Regions from separate parts of the Urocitellus parryii genome. Here region 2 is linked to region 1. The links are chromatin contacts, called in public Hi-C maps. All regions are on one chromosome and are shown on one strand. The core of a region is the stretch at or near the end of the contact, and the rest is flanking DNA. Distances in the headings are between cores, read along the strand shown.

Region 1 (4,602 bases), core at 528-3,027:
AGTTCCTCCATAGGCATTACTTAATCCCCATACCCCCACCATCACTATCACACCTTCCATTTACAAATGATGACAATGAGGCTGACAGAAGTTAAGACATTTCTCCTAAATTCACACAACTGTGAAGTAGCACGACTAAAATGCAAACCAAAGTTGATCTAGCCACTAATTCATTTTCTCAACACCCCACACTGCCCTTAGTTCTATATTAGAAAAGATGAGGTAAATAGAAGCTGTCTGTTCCTTGCTTTTATTTACTACTGAAAAAACTACAGGCACTGGAACTATCATTGAGTTCATCTAACATTAAAATGATCTTTTCATTCTCCAAATTCTCTACCTTATGAACTACTTCTTTCAGTCCTCAATGATACATCATTAAATGTTATCCTATTTCTCCAAAAAAGTATGAAGGTTTCCAAAAGGTAGAAATGCCTTTTATACTTCTGTACTGTTTAAAAAGGGATATTCCTCAGACCAACTTGATTTAGTAGAATTTACTTATTAGTAAAATAAAGCCAAGCAAAACAACTTATGAAGGGGAGATTCCCAAAACCAAAGCAGGTTAGGAAAACTCCAAGCAACAATGTGATCCTATAACATTTATAGAAAAATGGAAGGGAGGCACAGAAAACTTAATTAGCTACTGCTTGGTCAATCAACCATTAACAGCTTAACTACTTAAGTGGGTACAGGGCCACATGTAACCAATCAAAGCTGAGTTATAGTTAAGTTCTGTATGTTTTGGTCTGTTGGGCCCAATCTAGATGCCCTCCTTAAATTGGCAGCCTCCTACAATTTCATTTAATAACTTTCCACAGTATTCCAGCACAGACTATGGGTTAGATGTCCTATTTATCTCTGCATTTCCCAAAGCTTAGCAGTAAGTTACATGGCAGGTGGTCAGTATGTTTGTTCAAAGAAGTAGAATCAAAATGTGGCTATAAATACAACGTTATGTCAACGGTTGTGGATTCAATAGCATTTATTTTTAATGATAGCTCCTTAGAATTATTTGTTGAGTTTTATCAATGATTTTATAAGAGGGCAGAAAAAAGACAAGCATTAGCCAAGTGGTGCTAGACTCTGATAAACAATAAGATTTGGTGCACTGGTATTTAGCCAACCAAGTCAGTATCCTATAACAATACAAAATTTTTATTTCCTTCCCCCATTTCTAAGTGCACTGTTTTAGAGACCACTCTTCACAATCACCTTATACACGTCTGTAGGATGAATTGCTTTAGTTCACCCTCCCCCCTTCCAAAAAAGGTACTTGATGGAAAGGAACCACTTTTACATTTAAGTCATAAAGTTAGAAAGGGCAACCAAGACAAGAAAAAGCCAGCACCCATTATTACTTTCTAAGTGTCTGCGGATTTATTACCATCCATACTAATTCCTTCTCCCAAGTCTCAGGAAGGAAGCTCGCCCGTTGCCGCAAAATGCCATTGCAAACTAAAGGGGGACGAGGTGCGCCCGGGAGAGACTTGGGCACCTGTTTCCAAATCCACCACGGTGCAATGCACTTCCCTGGAGTAACCCCCAAGCAGGAGTCTCAATTCCATCCCTAGAGAGAGTCGGGAAAGGGCTCAGCCGGTCTAAAGCGGCCTCTGACTCACGCCCGCTCGCGCTGTCACCGGCCCGGCCCCGCCCGCGGCAGCACCCTTGGCTTCAGCAACTCGCGCACCTGTAAGTCCCGCGCGCTCGGGGGCCCTGGCTTAGAAGACCTCCGCTCCTGCTCCTCCGGCTCTGGAACACCACCCTCCGCCATTTTCCGCCGGCTCCCGGCGCCCGCCGCGGACGCGCTTCCTGTGACTTCCGGGGTAGTTGCTTAGCAACTGCGAGAAGGGGCGGAGCCGCGCCGTGAACTCCGGGGGACCGGGCGGAACGCCACGGAGCGCGCTTGCTACGTAGTTCCCGAGCGCTTGCGTCTGGCCCGCACTTTCTCGCCTGTCAGTCTACTTTCCTTAATATTTTTCGGCTTCAGTCTGGAGTTCACGCTGCTAAACGCTTGAAGGCGCTGTAGACTGCCCTAAAGAGCAGCGATGACTTGCCGATTCCTTAATTCAGCAAGGAAAACGTCCTCTGGATGTTTGATCAGGTGAACATTCGACCTCACCTGCCTAGTGGTAGTCAGATTCTCTCCTCCCTGTCAAGGACTGAACAGCACATGGCCTTCACAGCGTGGATTGGCATTGGGCGCAAAGAGCACCCTGAAAATTTACAATCCAACTGGAGACTGTTAATCCTTCTTTATTCAACTGGGATTTATTTAAACATCTGTCATATCCCGAGTACTTTTATGCATTTGCGATATGAAAGCAAAAAGAAATAGTCCCAGTCATTGTGAATCTCACAATCTAATGGGCAAAAGAAAGATGTAAACAGACAATAACATGTAATTTTTGGTAGAGTTTTGAGAAAGTGTTATAGGAGGAACTTGGGGTGGGTTTGAAGGGGGGAATATTCTGTTGGTGTCTACTGTGCGCACTATGCAAATGTTGGAGCTCAGAAAATATATCCGCCAAATATGCTGCTTTGGCGTGTTAATTATTTTTAGTCAAAGGCACAACAGCAGGTGCAAGAAGATCAGTCTGACCTTCCTTTCTCTTTCTGAAAGGAAGAAACAATCCTCTTGTGAAAGATGCCTTCCCTGGAAAGAAGTCTTAACCACTAGAGACAAGGAGTCCAGGCCCAGAGAAGTCTGTACAAACAGACCATATAAAACTAACCCACACCTTCCTAGTTCCTTTTCCAAAACTTCCACTCTTTGTTCAGTCTAGTATATAAACCCAGATGCTTATTCAGGTCTTCATCTTCCTTCATTTTCTTTGGTAGACACCCATGTACATGTAAAATTTTATTTAAAATTTGCACATTTTTCTCCTGTTAAGCTGTTTTATATCAGTTTAATTCATAGGCCCAGCTAGAGAATTTTTTTTCTGCCCCAGAATGTATTCTATATGCAATCTCATCTATCTCTCTGTAAAGTTAGCAATTACTATGTTATACCAAAGAAAACATATGTAATGACTAAATTCACTCTCTACTAAATGGAATACCAGATTCTAAACCTTGCATTTGTTGTTCTGATACTCTTTTTAATGCAAAATTTTGCACTATAAATATCCCTAGCTCTGTCTTTAACAAGAATTGATCAGAGCCATTTCAGCTGAGTCTTGAGGGGGAAGTACTTCCAGTAGAACTTGGACCAGAAAGGACCACAGGTAAAGGCAAGGGTAAGTACCAAGACATAGATATTTGAACTATCATTATTTATGTCAGCAGAGTAATACAGGGTTGAAGTTTGGGAGAAATTATAAAAGATGGTTATGGGGAAGCAGGGCAGAAAAATATCTAGACCATCAATTTATATAGGCTTCAGCCAGATTCAGAAGGAACCTGTACTTTTAAGTACTTTTAAGTGTTGAATGAGTAGATGGATGAATGAAGGCAAGAGAGATCCATACCCCAAATTCAGATTTGACTGTCTTCAAAGCTCATTTTCCATTCATGGAAGGTAAGGATAAATCAAAGAGATCTTCATCAAATCTTCAGGAGAGACAGAAAGAAATATAGGCCTATCCATTTATAAACTATTTCCAACTCCAACTGAAATGGGACTCACATTTGTTTAATTTTACTTATGCTAGATACCAGTGAGGCCAACATCAAAGATCACTGTAACACACAATGGCTTTGTTCTATCTTTTAAGAGTTTTTCAGCTTGTTTTTTAAAATATTTATATTTAATATTTATAGGACATAGAATATATAGTTGGTATTTTTTTATGGATTGCATATGTCATTTTGTATAATCTATAGAGCTTTCTGGGGAAGATGTTGTCTTTGTTTTGTAAAGGAAATAATTGAGGACCAGAGAAATAGGATGAGTTTTCTCATGTCACTCAGCTATTAGGTGGCTAATAAGTTTTAAATTCAGGTCCATTGCAATCAAAAGTGCATACTTTTCTTTTTATACCATCTTTCTTTCTTCTGCAGCTCCTAACACTGATGACTATCCCTTTCCTGAAATTTCCTCAAGATACTTCTCAACATCCTTTTTCGACCTGATCATCCCTTTTGAACACCCTCTATGGTTTTATCTTCTGTTCACCCTCTAAATAATGTTCCCTAGGGTTCTGACTTTGGCCCTCTTATTTTTATGCTGCATATGCTTTTACTGTTTATATCATCCTCTCTCGTACCTACTCTTACAGAGTAAAGAGTAAGCAGTAAATTTACACTATGTGTTTAAATAGTAGGTATGTTAATAATAGGAGTATTATACATTTTCATTATTCATAGTAGAGGTATGCTACAAAGTCACAGGAAACACTGAACTACTGAGTACAGGATCATTGTTGTTATGGGAAATACATGGTGAGGGTTTCTAAGAGATTCTGGTTACATTTTCAGCAGATCAATATATAACCACATTTTACACCTATTTTTGCATAAATGCACCTTATTTAATATATACTGTTGATTCATTGACATTGAATACACAGCCAACAGCACTATAACTCATTCCAGAAGGAAGATAATCTAACACTCATTGTGCTTTCTCATTAAAGCATATCCACATGGGAACTTTAG
Region 2 (4,602 bases), core at 1,313-3,812, 980 kb after region 1:
AATATGCATTTATAATAATAACCCCATGGCAAATGGGATTGGAAATATACAAAACTGATTCTTGAGAGTCATATAAAGCTCAATTTGTAGGAGTGCTCCAGTAGTAGGGACATTACTAGATGTGAGACCAGAGACTCTCTGAATACCAGTGAGTGGCTTTATAAAAATGTGAAGAGCATGGGTCTGGCAAGTCAGGTAAGTGGAAGTACATTAGAGAAGTTTCTACTAAATGCCAATTCTTCTTGCTACTAGGATTCATATACAGAAAATATTTGGTAATATTCATCTTCCTCAACACACAAGAAAAAATTTCTTTAAAATAAAAACAGTTTGTCTCAAGATCACAAACATATTAATTTAATTTTTCACACTTCTCATTCTAAAAGAGTATATGTTGTTCAATCAAATTCCTGTGAAGATTTTTTTTTTAATTTACTGGGGATTAGACCAGGAAGTTGGAGTATTACCCTGAGTTACAGCCTCAGCTCTTTTACTTTTTTTTGAGACAGGGTCTTGATAAGTTGCCCAGGCTGATCTCAAACTTATGATCCTCCTGCCTCAGTCTCCCATGTAGCAGGGATTACAGACCTACGCTATTGTATCCAGCTCCTATGAGGATTATAAAACAGTATCTGGGCTTGGGTTGTAGCTCACTGGTGGAATCTTGCCTAGCATGTTCAAGGCTGAAAGCCCTCAGTTTGATCTCTAGCACCACAAAAAATGAATAAATAAAAATCTAAATGTAATTAGTTAAACACTTTATTCTTGTTATAGTTTCTCTTAATAATTAAATGTTAGATCCCCAATATTTATTGCTTATTATCAATTATCACCAGAGAACTACAGTACCTCTTAGAGCTATGATCTTTAATAGCACTTTAATATATATATATATATATATATATATATATATATATATATATATATATGCTTTAGCACTTTTTCTCTCAAGTGTTGGACAACTTTCCTGCAGCAGAAAATGTGCCCAAACTTGTCTGAGGGAGATTATGATATTAAGCATAATGCTGCAGTGAATGTTGCCTTAAGTTCTTTTCCAATGTCTTTGGAAAACATTGTTTAGACAATCCTTGGTCAGATTTCCCAGTGATACTTTTAGTACTCCCATGACCACTACTCAACTCAACTTGTTTTGTTGATCTCATAGTGTAGTTTTGAGGTGGTTCTGCTGAACTCAATCATTTATATCTCAACTTTGATCTTTATCTTCATCCCTGGAATGGGTATCCATAATTACTCTGTGGTCTTCACTTTCAGATTTCTTTGGAAAGCAATTTTGTTTAATTGTGCGGTGGGTCCCTTTCATTGATTCATATTTGGACTTTGTGCTGTGCTCATTTTTAAATTAGTTACAGATAGATGGCAGGAAAATCAAGCAATTAATAATCAGTGTCTATTGTATCTGTATAACCATATGCAAATTCTAGAGAAGCCCTGACCTCTAAGGAAGCAGTACAGGTCAGGTTCTACAATACTTGCTTAGCAATGGATGTGTCAGAAGGTCTGTATACTAGTAGTTTTTAAGGTGTGTAATATTAAAACCAATGCCTTTTACTATGAACAGTAAAATGGGCTGCATTTTAAGTTGATTTAATAAAAATATTCTATCATTTAAGAGGGATACTGTACATTTACTATGCACATTAAAGATTAAATATAAACTTACTAATATTTATTCTAACACTAAAATTTAATAAGTGTCCACTATTTTTATTGCCAAGAATAATAGCTTGGTAGAGGCAGTTATTTCTGTTAAATTTGTCTCTATAGTACACCTGGAGGATCTTCATTGACTCAAAGATTATGTATCCTAGATCCACTGACATCTTCTAACAATCTTTAAATCAAGTGCACCTTGTCAATCAATTGCTCTCTGTTACCAATCTCTGGGAAGGCTGCAGAGCTGAAGTATACTTGAAAGCCAGAGAAACCTCTTGTGTATTCCTTCATTCTGAAAGCCCCAGATCGAGGTATATTTTTCAGCTTCTTAAAGAATGATTTATTCTGGCTGGTAATGGCAAAGGAAAACTCTACACTTTACATACAGAAAGTTCAGATCACAAGGAGGCCTGCAGAATAAAGGGCCAAGTAAAATTCCTCCCCCACCGCCCGCCCAGTCCCTGGAAGATCCTTGCAGATTCTATTTCAAGCTACAGACTGTGTCCACACGCACCGGCCAAAAAGGCTCACAAAGGTCTGTTTTGAAATGGCTTGTCGTTTTTTCCTCCCTTCCTCAAAAACCCGGCAGCGATGGGAAGATTACATGTCAGTGTGGCTTTACTGCGGCCAAAGTTAGTGGCACAAAGAGAGATTTCACTTAAACATCCTTTCGGTTCTCAGCACCCTTTCCTGCATAGAAAGCAGCTTTCCGCCTCCTGGAGTTTTTCGAAAACCCAAACACCACCAGAGCCATAAAGGAGGCCCATTCTAGAGCCTTTTGGCGCGAGAGCAGACCCCCTGCCTGGAGGGAAGGGCCTTCCTCGCCCCGCCCCTCGCCCCCGCCCCGCCCCCCGCGTAACCCGGATACACACCCACGCTCCCCTTTCACCTATCGGCGGCTGGCGAACGTGGAAGTCCGACCTGTGGGCCGGTAGAGGTTCCGGGAAAGTGGGACGCGTGGGGCGGACACCGTGATCTTCACGGCGCGGCTCAGCCTTTCGGGGAAGGGAGCCATGGGGCGCGCGGGCGCCGGGGAGCGGGCGCCGGTGTAGCCCGAGCGGCCCTTGGCCCGGAGCACGACGGCGTCGGGAGCGGGGAGGCCTGTAAAGGCCGACACCCCAAGCGCCCGGCCTCCCGCGCCATGGCCCCCATGGGCATCCGCCTGTCCCCGCTGGGGGTGGCAGTGTTCTGCCTGCTGGGGCTCGGCGTGCTCTACCACCTCTATTCCGGCTTCCTGGCCGGCCGCTTCAGCCTCTTTGGCCTCGGTGGCGAGCTGGGCGGCGGCGCGGCGGGGCCCGTAGCCGTGGCCGATGCGGGCACGGTGGACTTGCGCGAAATGCTGGCAGTGTCCGTGCTGGCGGCAGTCCGCGGCGGCGACGAGGTGAGGCGCGTCCGTGAGAGCAACGTCCTCCATGAGAAGTCCAAGGGGAAGACACGCGAGGGAGCAGAGGACAAGATGACCAGCGGCGACGTGCTCTCCAACCGCAAGATGTTCTACTTGCTCAAGACTGCCTTCCCCAGCGTGCAGGTCCGTTACCTGGAGCGCTGGGCTCGGTGGGAGCCCATGGGCGGCGGGGCCACCTGGCCAGGGAGCCTGGGATCCTGGAAACGTTTTGCAGCCTGTGGACTCCCAACAGTCCCAGGTCGTGGGAGCCCCTGATTTCCATTTTGCAGATGGGAAAATTGAGAGGCAGAAGTTAAGATGCACAAGGTCATGCAAACAGTTCTTGGAAGAGCTGGGAAAGGTTCCAGGTAGTTTAACTCAGAACCCATGCCCTCTGGTCCTTCCCTGGATTGTGTAGTGAAGTGTACCAGGGATCAGGAGACTTGGGTTCTGAGAAGGCTCTGATACAAAAAGGCTGAGAAGGTAAATAACAACGATGCTTCAAGCTCTTCTGTAACATAAAAGAATTGGACTAGAATCCCTCAAACCCCTATTCACACTTGATTTCATTATTGGAAGGGTCATGGCTGTAGATTACACGTTTTCTGGCCTTCAGGCCAGTAGCCAACTAAAATTCAAAAACTATAAAAGTCTGCTGCAGAGCTGTTAGTTCCGCAGGGCATGAAGGGGCAGGGCATGCTCCTAAATTACGTAGCTTCCCCCCCCCACACCCCAGGATCTCTTAATGGCTAGTAATTTAGAGGCCCTTCAAGGAAGTATTTTGAAATAGGCTTCCAGGCAACTTCATTTTAGCTCTGTAGCTCTCTATCCTACCTACACTTGATTAAAGATCTCTAATTATGCCAGAAAATTTAGAATTGAATAGCATTTACCTTGTCTTCAGGTAGGTTTCTGAAGGAGTTGACATTTTCTTCAGGAAATCCAGACATTCTGGATTTGTGATTAATACTTTTGGAATTCATCAGTTCAGTGGAGCTGTTGAGTTGAATATACTGTAAAACTTTTTTGAATTTATTGTAATTCCAGAAGAACTGAATGTAGTGTAGCAATATCTTTTAAATGTATGTCTCATTTAACAGTTGACTTTGATTACTAGGAAGAAAAAAATATTTCCAGTGAAGTTTGATTAGATAAAACAGTTGTAATTAAACCCAGGCTGTCTTGGAAGGTATCTAAACTTTTGCTGTTGTTCTTGAGATAGTTATGTAGAGTTATGTATCTTATGTAACTCCTTCCATGGTATCATATTTGTGCTTTGATTTTCTTTATCCTCTCTTTCTCCTACCTCTCTTCCTTTCTTTTTCTTCCATTTTTTCCCCACATGAAACATTGGATTTCATGTTATGAGTTGCTGGATACCAGATATAAAAGAGACATTAGTAGAATTTTTTTCAAATGTCTACTAAAACAAAATAATGCATTTTTCCACTTTTTCTTTTGCCCTATTCTGCTTTATCATCATATATAATACTTACTTTGTTTGGATTTAGATGTAAGATGTGCTTGTGAAGTATCTGTCT

The links. A called contact is a pair of places that touch in the nucleus more often than the background predicts.
Region 2: a Hi-C map of liver shows a contact between it and region 1, with 6 times the contacts expected there. The contact joins the promoter of Bpnt2 here to the promoter of Ubxn2b in region 1. A contact is called at or near these places in 2 of 2 Hi-C or Micro-C datasets (liver and muscle).

The regions. Positions count from the first base shown.
Region 1 is chr7:71,454,933-71,459,534 of mUroPar1.hap1, forward strand. Ubxn2b (UBX domain protein 2B) reads right to left here and starts at 1,778. Exons shown (of 8, transcript XM_026408502.2): 1 at 1,691-1,778. The coding sequence starts at 1,774.
Region 2 is chr7:72,435,327-72,439,928 of mUroPar1.hap1, forward strand. Bpnt2 (3'(2'), 5'-bisphosphate nucleotidase 2) reads left to right here and starts at 2,563. Exons shown (of 5, transcript XM_026408485.2): 1 at 2,563-3,205. The coding sequence starts at 2,819.